Regions from separate parts of the Mus musculus genome. Here regions 1 and 3 are each linked to region 2. A link is a contact called in public ChIA-PET and promoter capture Hi-C data. All regions are on one chromosome and are shown on one strand. Each heading gives the region's core, a stretch centred on a gene start, on an enhancer-like site or on the middle of the called end of the contact. The rest is flanking DNA. Distances are from core to core; before and after follow the strand shown.

Evidence for each region. Promoter capture Hi-C pulls out the DNA fragments that hold promoters and counts their contacts. ChIA-PET counts read pairs in DNA pulled down with a chosen protein or histone mark.
Region 1: a contact with region 2 is called in a promoter capture Hi-C map of macrophages, with 5 read pairs. The contact joins the enhancer-like site here to the promoter of Rps6ka5 in region 2. A contact is called at or near these places in 2 of 39 promoter capture datasets (macrophages and neutrophils), 2 of 484 Hi-C or Micro-C datasets (embryonic stem cells and natural killer cells), 1 of 115 datasets of contacts at active chromatin or transcription factors (effector CD8 T cells) and 2 of 9 other capture datasets (adipose tissue and liver).
Region 3: a contact with region 2 is called in an RNA polymerase II ChIA-PET map of memory CD8 T cells, with 448 read pairs. The contact joins the promoter of Gpr68 here to the promoter of Rps6ka5 in region 2. A contact is called at or near these places in 8 of 39 promoter capture datasets (the 3T3-L1 cell line, the C10 cell line, the HPC-7 cell line and 4 more), 9 of 484 Hi-C or Micro-C datasets (CD4 T cells, bone marrow-derived macrophages, cardiomyocytes and 6 more), 4 of 115 datasets of contacts at active chromatin or transcription factors (CD8 T cells, bone marrow-derived macrophages, effector CD8 T cells and 1 more) and 3 of 9 other capture datasets (adipose tissue, liver and pancreatic islet).

What each region holds. Positions count from the first base shown.
Region 1 is chr12:100,507,145-100,511,444 of GRCm38.p6, forward strand. The region is part of intron 1 of Ttc7b (tetratricopeptide repeat domain 7B); the gene reads right to left. Among named protein-coding and RNA genes, the nearest start is that of Ttc7b, 12 kb to the right of the region's middle. Within about 2 kb of position 1,742, at least 73 of the 459 cell types and tissues checked have an H3K27ac peak or open chromatin away from gene starts, as enhancers often do. A contact at or near this core is called in adipose tissue, effector CD8 T cells, macrophages and 1 more, where this site is marked.
Region 2 is chr12:100,723,845-100,728,038 of GRCm38.p6, forward strand. Rps6ka5 (ribosomal protein S6 kinase, polypeptide 5) reads right to left here and starts at 1,276. Exons shown (of 17, transcript NM_001330702.1): 1 at 937-1,276. The coding sequence starts at 1,036.
Region 3 is chr12:100,897,416-100,901,712 of GRCm38.p6, forward strand. Gpr68 (G protein-coupled receptor 68) reads right to left here and starts at 1,965. Exons shown (of 3, transcript NM_001177674.2): 1 at 1,828-1,965. Gm36572 (a long non-coding RNA gene) reads left to right here. Exons shown (of 5, transcript XR_381840.4): 3 at 1,006-2,302.

The sequences.
Region 1 (4,300 bases), core at 492-2,991, 220 kb before region 2:
TGTGAGAAGGGCATTCCAGAGAGGGGAGGTGTCAGGTGGCATGGTCTAGGACCCGAGAGAAAGCTGTGCCCTTGGACAAGCTCAGTGCAAAAGTCTTGGAGGTGTGTGAGCAGTGGATGACATGCCCTGACTTGAGTTTCTGAGAGCTCCTCCGTCTGCTGTGTGGCAAGTGGACTCAGTGAGAGGACCGAACAGGACTAGATTTTCCCAGTGAGGAGACAGCAACTCAGACAAGAGTGAGGGAAGAAAGTGGGAATATAACCCAGAGGCAAAACAAACCAGGCCTGCTCCTGGACTGTGCTGGGAATATGGCCCCAGCAGTTCCACACCATGATCTCGGGAAGGTGTGAATGCATTTTATGGGACAGTGTGAAGGGCCTGGAGATGGAAGGATTATCCTGAATTGTGTGAGCACAGGTCTGCATTCAGGAGATGTGGCTACAGAGCAGAGATGGGAGGCTACACTGTTCACTCTAAAGTCGGAGAAGAGGGTGTTAGCCTTTTGTCTACATTCCCAGTCGTCCCTTCACCTGCCTGCCGCCTTACCTGTGCACAGTAGGGCATGTGATTACGTCATGGCCCAAATTAAAGGCAGAGACCCCTGACCCTCTCTTCTTCATCGTTGCCCCTTCTTCCCCTTCTACCCCCCAATAAACCCTCTTCTCGTGGAGCTGTACTGGCCTGGTGTGATCTGTCCTGATACGAGCTGCCTTCTAACACAACAGAGGGTAGGAGCCACACAACACACAGAAGCTACACAACCCAGGCAGAGGAGAGACACGCCACCTGTGGAGCGCCACTTGATTGACCCTGGAATTAACACCTGAGTGACCCCTGATTAACCACTTTCTGACTCTTCACCTCCACAATGCCAAGAGGATACAACTGTCCAACTGAGGATAATTTGTTACAGCAGCCACTAGAAGCTCTGACACAGGGCCTGTGAAAAGGGAGAGGGATTAAAGACACATCTACTGCAGACCTCATGGTGGGCAGGGGCACCAGAGCACCATTTACAGAAGTAGAAGCATGAGGCCAAGTTCAACCTGCAGTGACATTCAGTTTTCAAGTCAAGTCCAGATCAAACCTAAAAGAAACTGAGGGGAAAGGTCTAGAAAAAAAAAAAAAAATCAGGGCATGTCTGCTACAGAAACCAAAATGAGACTTATGGGAAAAGCATTCTGGGGAGAAGTCTCAGCAGGAACCCAGCAGGTGTGGTCCACTGCTTCCGGGAAGTGGCCAAGTGAATGACAAGGGCCGAAGCTCAGACAGTCATTTCTTTCTTTCTTTTTTTTAATTAGATTAGATTTATTTATTTTATGTATGTGAGTACACTGTAGCTGTCTTCAAACACACCAGAAGAGGGCATCAGATCCCTTTACAGATGGTTGTGAGCCACCATATGGTTGCTGGGAATTGAACTCAGGACTTCTGGAGGAGCAGTCAGTGCTCTTTACTGCTGAGCCATCTCTCCAACCCCTCACACTTACTTTCTAACATACACTCTCATGCACATGCTCACACACACATTTACCGTCACATATTCACCCTGTACTTGCTCATATTTCCTTTCTAATACACATACTCACACACCACATGATTGTGAACACATACTTCCGCTGGAGAAACTCAACTCAAGAAACAAAAGAAAACCCGTAAACCAGTTGCCTAGGGTTGATCTAGCCTTCTCCGGAGCTCTGAGGACAGGAAGCAACCACAGGCCAGAGGATGTTATCAGGCTAGCCCAGAGTCTAGGAAATGACCTTCTCAGGAAGCCAGCTCCACATACTCAAGTCAGACCCACCCAGAGAGAGTTGACAGGATCTCCCAGAGGAGTCAAAGCCCATGTTGGGTCCATCCTCAAGTACCATGACCTGTGAAGAGATAGAGACCCTGAGTCCTGGCACAAAGGACACTCGTGAAGAGGGAAGGAACTGTGATAAGGGGCTGGGCCTGATGAATTCTCCATTTCTAGTAAGACTTCAGTGCCAGGACAATGGGCAGAGGCAGGCAGGGGACTCCATGGGAAGTTGCATAGCTTTTCAGAGACCCTATTCCCAGGCTTCTGGGCCCAAGATTTAGTAGAGTCAACTCCTTCAGCCTGGGCCAGGGAGAAAAAGTTGCAATTGCTGCAGGCCATGGGCTAGGCATGCCCTACAGAAGGCCCCTTGTCAACTGGCCACTCCTGGGAACTAGGGAGCTTGAGGGAAAGCCTTTGGATCCACAAGGGTGAGGGAGGAGCAGCATGTCCAGAGAGCCAGGCCTCCCAGGACAGAGTAAGCAGTCTTTAGGCAGGCAGAAATAAGGGCTAAAGAGGGCAATAGAGCTACCCAGAGCTATCCCTGTGTTCTGGGAAAGACTCCTTGGATACCCACAGCCCTGGGGAGCCCTGGGGAGGAAAGGGCTTGGGTGTTCACTGTCCCTAACAGCAACTACCAGCCAGAATATACACAGAGCCCCAGGCAAGCAAGCCAGGGAAGTCACCCAACACAGACAGTCCTGCATTTGGACAGGGTCTCAGACTCCATCCTGTGGGCTGCCATGGCCCTCATCCCACTTCCACACCCAGCCCTGACCTGAGCAGCTTCTACTCCATCTCCGTACTCTAAGTCTAGACACGTGAGTAGGTCTCAGAAGTCACTCTGCGGCCTCAGGGCAATGGGTGGTCCTCAGCAGAGATTCAGTGTTTGAAGAGTAAATGAGTCTCGAAAGTCCTCAGGGGTGGCGTATTCATTAACTGTGCGCCACTGTGTACCTGACACTGTTATTAGGGCTCAGGGTACATAAATCATTAACTGTGTACCTGCTGTGTGCCTAGCAGTAGTACTTGGGATATGGCAATGAGCAAACTTAACCAAAAGGTCCAGCTCGAGGACTTGACAGTCTAGTGGTAACATTTATCTGCATTCCCATTGTATAGGCAACTCCCGGACATCCTGCTGGTTTCACAGTGTTGATGTGGAGTCTGCCAGCCATGGGTAGTCACTTAGTTCTGTGAGTCAGCTGACACATTTGTCCTCAGCTCTAGGCCTCTGTCACATGTAGCGCCACATGAAACCCCTGTCACATTTGCTGTCACTGTTGATGCTGTCCTCATACTTCCTGCTCCCTTGGCCCCTCTAAAGAGCCAGGCATCTGGACCCCAACACTTTCTGTAGCGGTTTGAGTGAGAATGGCCCCCAAAGACTCCTATGTCTGTAAGCCAAGCCCCAGCTGATGAAGTGTTTGGAAGGACTAGGAGGAATGTCTCTGGGTGGTCAGGCCCAGGGTCCCTCTCTCTCTGCCTGCTGCCTGTGGATCGGGATATAAAGCTCGCACCACTGCTCCAGCACCACGTCTGCCAGGATGATGAACTCAACCCCAAGTAAATGCTTCCTCTGACAAGAGTTGCCTTGGTCATGGTGGCTCTTCACAGCAACAGAACACTGACTGAGGCACCTTCCTTCCCCAGACCATGATCCTCACTCCCCTGATGGCTGCTTCTGCTCCTCACACCTGAAGAATCGAGGCACAGCATAGCATGCCTCCCACCCCTGACACCAGGCAGGGCAGTGAAGCCACTGCTGTCCCTGTACCAAGAGAGCCTTCCCCTTGGTAAAAATGTTTCCCCCACCAACAGCTGCCCTGCTTGCCAGATATGGTAAGTAAGCCTCAGGGGCAGGTTGTTCGTTACTTGTGCACCACTGTGTACCTGATAACACACTTGGGGCTTTCAGTGCTAAACACAGACTTTGTCCACTAGGCGATGTCCTTTGAATGGGGACTGTCCCCACAGGCTCATGTGTTTAAACACTTGTTCTCAGCCGGTAGAAATGTTTGGGAAGGTGGTGAGACCTTTAGGAGGTGGAGCCTCAATACAGGAAGTAGGTCACTGGCGGGGGTGGGGGGCTTGAAGCTTTACAGCCCAGACAGACAGACAGACTTGCTCACTCTCAGCTTACGGAGTGCTCCTGCGATGTGAAGAGCTGTATCCGTGTCCCGCTCCTGCTACCATGCCTTCTGCAGCATGGTGGGCTGCAACCTCAAACTGTGAGCCAAGAACAATGCTTTTTCCCTTAAGCTGATTTTTTCATCATGTTTCTTAATCACAGCAACAGAAACGTGACTAAGGCAGCCCGTCAGCTCCCTACCCTCATCCTGCTTGAAATCTTTGCGCTGTATTTGCCAGGCCTACCCAGCAATCCAACCACAGCCTGGGTGGTTTATGACACTGTCACTGTCCCCCAGACTGCAGGGTCTCATTTTCTCACCACCCAAACAACCGTTCTCACATCTGGCCCAGGAACGCCCTGTAGCCCAG
Region 2 (4,194 bases), core at 26-2,525:
CTGAAACCTGCCATTTGCCATTTGTGTCTACTTAATATAATGTGCCAAAGACTTAAGTGTCAAAAATCTTAAAACCACTGACACTAATAACTATCGATCCACTCTAACACATTCTCCATGCAGAAATGATAGTGTAAGGGGAGACCTGACTCCATGGGGCTGGGGAGACCCAAACTTTACCAATTGGTCCAGATAAGAATTTTCCAAAACAAACCCCGGAATTACACAATGAAAAAGCAAAAGTAAAAAGCTTAGCACACGGAGCTTTACTGATCTCCAGCACAGGGGATGCAAGCACTTAAGTCGCCTAGTGAAGCCTTTCACCCAAAACTTTACATTTATAGAGGCTGCTTGCCAAAAGACCTGGCAAATTTCAGAGAGTATAGTACTTCACGATAACTCTGAGAGAAAGGACTTAATTCCAGAGGACCACGAAGCCTTTTTCCTTCACCAGAGACTAACCGAGAACCAATACCCCTCTCGCAGGATCGCTGTCCCTTAGGGATGGTACAGACATACATACACACACAAACACACACACTCCCCTCACACCTGAACCATCCCAGGCAGAGGTGCAGGGTAAAGTGAGTTCAAGCTTCAAGCTCCATCACACACAGCTCCACACAGCTCACCTCTTGAGGGAAAGAGTACCTTTCCCTCGAGACAGCGTGTAGTGACAGATATGTCACCTATGCAGGAAAGGGGGCATAAAGGCATCTTCCCAGGCTGGGTCGGAAACTGGGGGCCCAGCAGGAGCAAACTTTCCTCTCCGTGCCCAGAGCCTCCCAGGACCCCCGGACTATTCCCCGCCCGCGAAGCCCCGCCCCGGGCCCGTCCCCCCCAGCCCGCGCCCCTTTTGGCCTGTGCGCGCACCCATGCCGGCTCTCAGGCGCGCCTCCGCGGCTGGCCCGGCCAGCAGAGGGCGGGGTCGCTCACCGGTCCGCAGCTCGTGCTTGACAGTAAGGAGCTGCTCGCCGCCGTCGCCGCTGTCCCCGCTGGTGCCCGCGCCGCCGCTGCCGCCGCCCTCCCCCTCCATCTTCACCCTCTTTCCGATCGCGCGGGTCGCTCTTAGGGGAACCTGATGGGACAGCAGACGCCCCGTCTCTCCACAGCTCCAGGAGCCGAGCTGCCGCAGCGCCACAACTCCGACACTGAGGCGAGTCTCTTTCCCGCTCTGGCCGTGCAGCTCCTCCGCCTCCTCCCCTCAGCGGGCACCGCTAGTACGGCACAACCCCGCGCCCTGCGCCTCCACCTCCTCCTCCAGGCCGCTCCTCCCACAGCCAGCCCAGGAGACAGCCCTGAGCCACCAGCGCTATTGGGCGCAGCGCGCGCGCGTCTGCCAGCGCCCGTTCCCATTGGGCGGCTAGTCCTGACGTTTCAGGAGCCGCCCCGCCCCGCTGCTCGAATTGTTGTTGCTTGGCGGGGAGGCAGGAGAGGGAGGAGCGCGAACGCTCCGATTGGCAAGACCCACGGAATGCCCCACCTACTCGCTTTGGTGCGCACGCGCAGGCAGGCCTTCCCTCTCCTGACCTCCCCAGAATGGTCACACCCCTTATTCCCAGCTTCGATCTGTTAGTAAACAGTATCTAGTAGTCAGGAGGCGCTCCGGACCTCTGATTGGCTACTGCGGAAAGAGGCGGGGAAAGACGATTGGACCGCTTGGTCCGCCAATCACAGTGGACAAAGGAGGGTCCTGGAGGGAAGCACTTGTCACCCACGTGTTTGCGCTCGCGCGCGTCTGAGGGTCCTAGGGAACGGCCCACAAATGTGTGACTGTCTGGAAGATGGCATGTCTTCGAATGATACTATTCTCTGTAGCACTAAATAAATTAAATGAATTTTGTGTTTAAATACAGGTAGGAGCCGGCAAGATGGTTCCGTGGGTAAAAGTGCTTGCGGCCAGACGTGGACAACCACAGTGCAGTTCCCATATAATGAAAAAGAACTAACATGTTGACCTCCGACCTCCACACAAGCTTTAATTAAGGGCATGTATCGCTCACACAAGGCAAAACTAAATTACGTTTAAAAATTAAATACAGGTAGCTCCTATACACAAAAAGTCAAGGTTCTGGCTCCGGATGAGAAATCTGAAATAATAACTTGTGGAGGTGGGGAGTGTAGCTCAGCCTAGCCTTGACCCCCTGGTACGTCTAGCACCACCTCCCAGTGCTGGAATTCGCAGTATGTGCCACCATGCCTTGCTTATGACATGCGGGAGATTGAACTCTCCAGCTTTATGAATGCTAGGCGAGCAGTCTACCAGTTAAACTACATCCTCATCCCAATTTTTCATGTTTAAGAAACTCAAAGAGTGTGGTGAATCATAAAATAAGATTCAATTTCTGCTCCTGAAAAGCTATTAACGGAACTCGAGAGATGGGCAACTTGTATACAGGCACAGGAAACTATAAAGAATTTAAACAAAACTGTGAACCAGTATTAAGCATTAGAGAATGGCACAGATGGCAACGATTATTCTCAAGGCTTTTAGGGCAAGGAGAAAATCTGGATAGCCAATTTAAAGGGCAAGTAAGACAAAACTGGAGACATTTCACACAGAGGTAAGCTGTGAGCCTAGGTCTAGAGGAGATCAAATGCTGGTGACCTAAGTAACAGGTAGGCTAAATGAAGTGTAAGGGAAACAGCTGTATAGGAAAGATGAGTGTATCTTTATTTTCCTTCTTGGAAAAAAAAAAACAAAAAAACAAAACAAACAAACAAAAAAAAAAACCAAAACAAAAAAACCCAAAACAAAACAAAAACACCTGACAGAAGCATTCTAAAGAAAGAACAGGTGTGGTGGCACTGACCTTTAATCCCAGCACTCAGGAGGCAGAGGCAGGCAGATCTCTGTGAATTCAAAGCCAGCCTTGTCTACATATCGAGTTCTAGGATAGTCAGGGCTACACAGAGAAACCTTTTCTTAAAAACACTCAAAAGAGAAAAAAGAAAGACCTGGGCAGGGTCGGGGAGTGACTTACATTTTAAGGATAGAGTGTATCATGGAGGCGGGAAGATGGAGGAACAGGAGACCACTTGGTCAAGTTGTGTCTGTGGTCAGAAGCAGACAGCGCTAAACTGTGGTACTCAGCAGTCTCCTTTCTATTAAATCCAGGACACCCAGCACAGCTAGGGTGGATCTTCCCTGTTAAGCCTCCCTGGAGATGCCATTAAAGAGACACCCACAGGTGTGTCTCCCAGGTGGTTCCAAATCCGGGCAAACTGAGAATGAAGATGAACCGTGTCCTTAAGACAATGAGGGATCGTAAATGTTACACTGAGGCACAGAAGTTATTTAGTAATGAAGTCCCCTACACTAGTTAGAACAGCAAAGTCACTCTCTTATAACTTGTCGAATCCCATGAGGCTGACGGGAAGAGAGGACTCACTGGGAAAGAATGTATTGCAAGTGTAGCACTGACAGCTTAATTTCTGTAGCGGAAGTAGGTGATAATGAGAAAAGAAAAGACGAGCATAAACAATGCAAAAATGATCTTCTAAATTGCACATGGATTAGATGAAGAATGGGCAAACTATCTTCCTGTTAGAGGACAGATAGCAAATCCAAGGCTGTGTGAGCCGTAGACTCTCATTTATAACTACTCAATTTTTCTGGAAAGTGGTCAATAGAAAACAGAAAGACAATAACAAATGGCTGTGTTCCCCTAAGATGTCTTAATGGATATTGGAATTTGAATTTCACATGCCATAATATATTATTGTTTTAATATCTTTTCAAACATTGAAATATGCAAAACCCATCCTTAGCTCATGGGCCTTTAAAAAGTAGAAAGTGGTCTATATTTGGTAGTCTCCATAGTTGGCAGATTTTTGTACCAAAGTACCTGAAGGGGCTGGAGAGATGGATCAGCCGTGAAGAGCACTGATTGCTCTTCCGAAGGTCCTGAGTTCAAATCCCAGCAACCACATGGTGGCTCACAAACATCCTAAATGAGATCTGATGTCCTATTCTGTAGCAAGCTGGCCCGAGGCTTACAAGGACCCGGTACCGTACACCGGGGAAGCAGGCTGGAGCTGAAAGAGAGAAACTAGCCGGTCGAGAGAAATAATGGAGCCAAGATGATTCCCTGTTCAAGGCTCAGTGTTTATTAGCAGTCTGCGCTGTTTTGTTGCCAAGTTGTTAGCACTAGTCCGCCAGAGCAGAGCCATTAGCAGTAAGTCGCCAATTTC
Region 3 (4,297 bases), core at 715-3,214, 170 kb after region 2:
AGGAGCCATTCAGATCTATAGGAATAGTATGAGCCCCACTTCTATGTGTGGATCAGAGTTGACCTATCACGCATGGGTCACCCCCTTAAAGAAGACTGAGTCTTCCTCCCACAGAAGCCATCAACTGCTCCTAGCTGGAGCTCACACATTTAAAGTGGTTTGCTCTGCCACAGTGGCTAGTGGGAACATTAGTATTCTTATCTCCCAAAACACTTTAGGGTCTACCATGTACTGGACTCATTTGCAGGGTTATTTAATTTTATTTATTTTTATTCACTCTATCAAGTAAGTATTGTCATCTCTATTTCCCTGCAATATATGAAGGTTCAGAGAGGGAAAGTACATTGGCTGGGGTCCACCAGCTGAAACAGGAATTTGGATGCTAAGCCCCTGGAGATCTCAGCTTAACAGTCCTTCTGACTCTAGTCCCTGTCCGATAAATCTCTTCCTTTTGTGTGCCTTTCAACAAGAAGCTGCAGCAGAGAGAGGGTGGGGAGGGGAATTCTCAGAGTTGGCATCTATGTGGAGGTGCAAGCTTTGCCTGTGTGTGGTCTCATCGCTACACTAGAGAGTGAGCTCTAGAGGCAAGTCTCTTTTCTTAGAAGGGTCAACTGAAGTTTGAAAGGAGGGCATTCGGACCAGCAATGCACATGGCGTGCATGTAGCCCCCTGGGGAGTAGAAAGGAGAGAAAGGGTGAAGAAACAAATTTAAAAAAAAAAAGAGGAAGAGGAGCCCCAAACTCTAATGAACAGAAGTGGCTTTAAATGAGCCATGAAGTTCTGGAACTGGCCAGGGAACTGAAAGAGGTCCCTATACAGCCGGCCCAGCCCACTGAGCTCAGGAAATTCCCCTCTCCCTCTGGGTTGAGAGGTGGAGATGCAGGCAGGGGGCCAAAAGAATGAAGCAGGTCGTAGCCTTGACTATATGATTTGTGTCAGATGGGAGGGCAAGCGACTGCCACATGCCACCTCATTAAACTCTAGGGTTGATTCATCTACCCACAGGTATCCTTCCCAACCCCCTCACAGCAAGACATGCCCAAGGCCTCTGGCACATTGGCACCAAACCAGTGCTGAACCCCAGAAGGCTTGCTGCCTTAGCGCCTGTCACGCTTTCGTCCACCTGTTCCTTCATCCAGACCTGGGACACAGCTTTTTCTCCCGGACATTTGATTCCCAGAGGGGATTTAAGCGTTCAGACCAGCAAGTGTTATTATTGCTCCTGCTGACTGGCAGTGGGCCAGCTCCACCCAACCTCCCCTCCCCGCCCTACCCCCCAGAGCAGAAGGTAAGGACATGAGAATTGTTTGGGTCTCAGCGTTTGAGCTCTGAGCCTGTTGGAAGAAGGGCCACGAAGACTCGAGTGTGAATAGAAAAGGACCCCAATGCAATCTTTAGATCACCAGAACTGGGTAAATGAAGGGTTAGAGGTCTCATACTTTTTTTTGAGGGTGAAGAAATTACCAGGTGGCCACGGAGCCAGCCGCGGGGGCGGCTGCTAAACCCAGTGGCGACCACATAAAGAGACACTGGACCCAGGAGAGGGACCCGGGGCGCTGGCGCTCCAGGGCAGACATTCCCTGCTGACTTCGGTCACAGTCAATTCTGCGGGTTCACCGCACGCATACGGTGGTGTTTGGGGGTGTGCCCGCCTCTTGTGCCGCCGCTCCCGCATCCTTTGCTGGCCGGCCCGGAGCGCAAGCACACCCGACCCTGCGCTCCGGAGCAGGACTCAGAACCCAGCAGACCTCGCTTCTCCCGACCCTGGTAAGCCAGCGACCAGTAACCATGGCAAAAGGAAGGAGCCTGGCTCGCGGGAACACATACCTGTGCAGCGACAGTCTGGGACGCGGGCCTGATGTCCTCTGGTGCAGTGCGTGCGCCTCCTGGAAAGGCTGGGGACTCCTGCAAGGCACGCAGGTCCCTTTCTCCTAGCCACTCTGGGCCACGTTGTGCGAGATTCCTCCCGCTCCCAACCCTAGTCAGGCACAGCCAGACCTGTCGGTCCACGCCCTGCAGCTCACACTGACCGCAAGCCACAGATGAGGCGCCTGCTAGAAGGGCCGAGGTGGCCTGAGCGCTCGCCGGTCCCGGAGGTGCAGCACCCCCATCCCCCTCCCTGCTAGCATCCTGACCTAGAGACTGGCTCTGCGGAAGAAGCCAAGCTGCTGAAGCACTAGGGGACTTCTTCAGCCACAGGCGCTCCCAGGGACGCTGAAACCCAACGTGGGAAGCTGGGAGGAAGGTAGAGAGCCTTTCTGCGTTCATCTTCGGTCTCTAACGTATCCACTCATTAAATGAGGTGGGTGTCACAGTTCTGGGCCTTTCTCTACCTGCTGGAAGCTTGGGGCTTAGCCTCTGGATCCCAGACCCTGTCCCAGAGCCAGCGGGTATAGTCAAGGACATAATGAATGACCTTCTCTGGTTTTATGGAAACATCAAGGAAAACTTACTGTCCTCTGCCCTACATACTGCCCTAAACACTAATAGCAAATAGTCACAGTTTGCCTTGTTATACGCACCTAAACGTGTTGATTTGATTAACTCTACGAGGCAAGTGCTACTATTTTTCCCATTTATAATGGAGAGAAATTGAGGCACGAGAGGACAAATAGCTTGCCCGAGGCCACCCACTTACTTAATGAAGCCTTTGAGATTCAAATCTACATCCCACCCTATGCCACCTTGTATCTAGGTCTCTCACAAGTGCATACCTGGGCTCCTGTGGGTCTTACCCCCACCCCCACCCCCCGCCCCCCACCCCCCACCCCCAAGACCCTTTGCCTCTGCCTCTCATTTTCTGAACTTTCCCAGTTTGGGCTGGTGACTTCACTGATACACTTCCCAGAGGTCTTCACACTGCCTGGTAGGATTGCTGGCATGCAGTTGCCTGTCTGCGAGACCCATGCTTGAATCTATGAAATAAATGTCTGAACCGGTTGGTGGGGGGTCTGCAAAGCTCAAGTCTGAGACAGGGAGACAGGGTAGAGATGGAGTGCAAACCGAGGTGTAGACTAGAGAGGGACAGAGTAGATCTATGTCAGTGGCTGCCAAGCCCTTTGGGTAGCTCAGGGTGCTAGGATGTAGTCTTTAGGTCAGTAGTTCTCAACCTTCCTAATGCTGTGACCTACCCCCCAATCATAAAATTATTTTCATTGATACTTCATGACTGTAATTTTGCGACTGTACGAATCATAATGTAAATATCTGTGTTTTCCCCAATGGTCTGAGATGACCCCTGTGAAAAGGTCACTCAATCCTATAGGGGTGGAGACACACAGGCTGAGAACTACTGCTCTAGGTGGGACTTTTCACAGAAGGCAGAAGGTACAAGAGCAGCCAAAATAGCGGGGGTGGGGTGGGGGGTGTTTCTCTTCTGGTGCTGACAGAGACTGGCTCAGCCTGCTCTCTGGTTCCCATTGTGAAGTCCCTCCTTTTTGAAAAATGTTCACAAATGGAATTTTCCAGAATAAACTATCTGTGCCTGAAAATGTTCATCGTTGTTTTTTTTTTTTCCTAATTTGTATTCGTATGTGTGAGTGTAGTGAACGTTGTAAATCTTGTGTGTGGTGTGCATACATGCATGTACTTCTGTGTGTGGAGGGCACCCCGCCTGGTTTTTTGAGACAAGGTCTTTCCCTGAGTTCAAAGCTCACCACCTTCTAGACTGGTTGGCTAGAGAGCCCCAGGGATTACCTACATGTCTGTCACCTCCCCACCCACACACACACACCACTTCACCTCCACCTCCCCACACCACCCCCCCTCCCCGATTCCTCCACCCCTGCCTTTCTTTTTGTTTAAATTGTCATTCTGAATATAGCTAAGAGTTCGGGTTAGAAAGCCAGAGCACCTGGCTTTAAATTCCAGCCCTTCATACTGACAGGGTGACCTTCGCTCAGTCTTTTACCATTTTGTGAGCCTTTCCCTGCCTGAAGATGGGGACACTACCTAAGAGAGGGTCGGTCATGTCACATGAGTTAAACCAAGGGTCGCCTTCTCAGCTCAAGACTCTGCACACAGCAATGAACATTTAATCCATGCCAATTGATATTGCTATTCAACATTCCAGATACCCCTTTCTTCTCTTGGTTTCTAAAACAGGGTCTCCTGAGAAGTCCGAGCTAGACAGGAGTGTATATGATCATCCTGCCTCTGCCCCCCCGCCCCCCCCAGTGCTGATTAAAGGCGTGTGCCGCCACCGCATGGCTTCCTGCTATGTTTTTTGGTGTTTCCTGTATCCTTAGAGCTTACACCTGAGTTTTATTGCAATGAGTCTCATTCTCTCCATCTCATA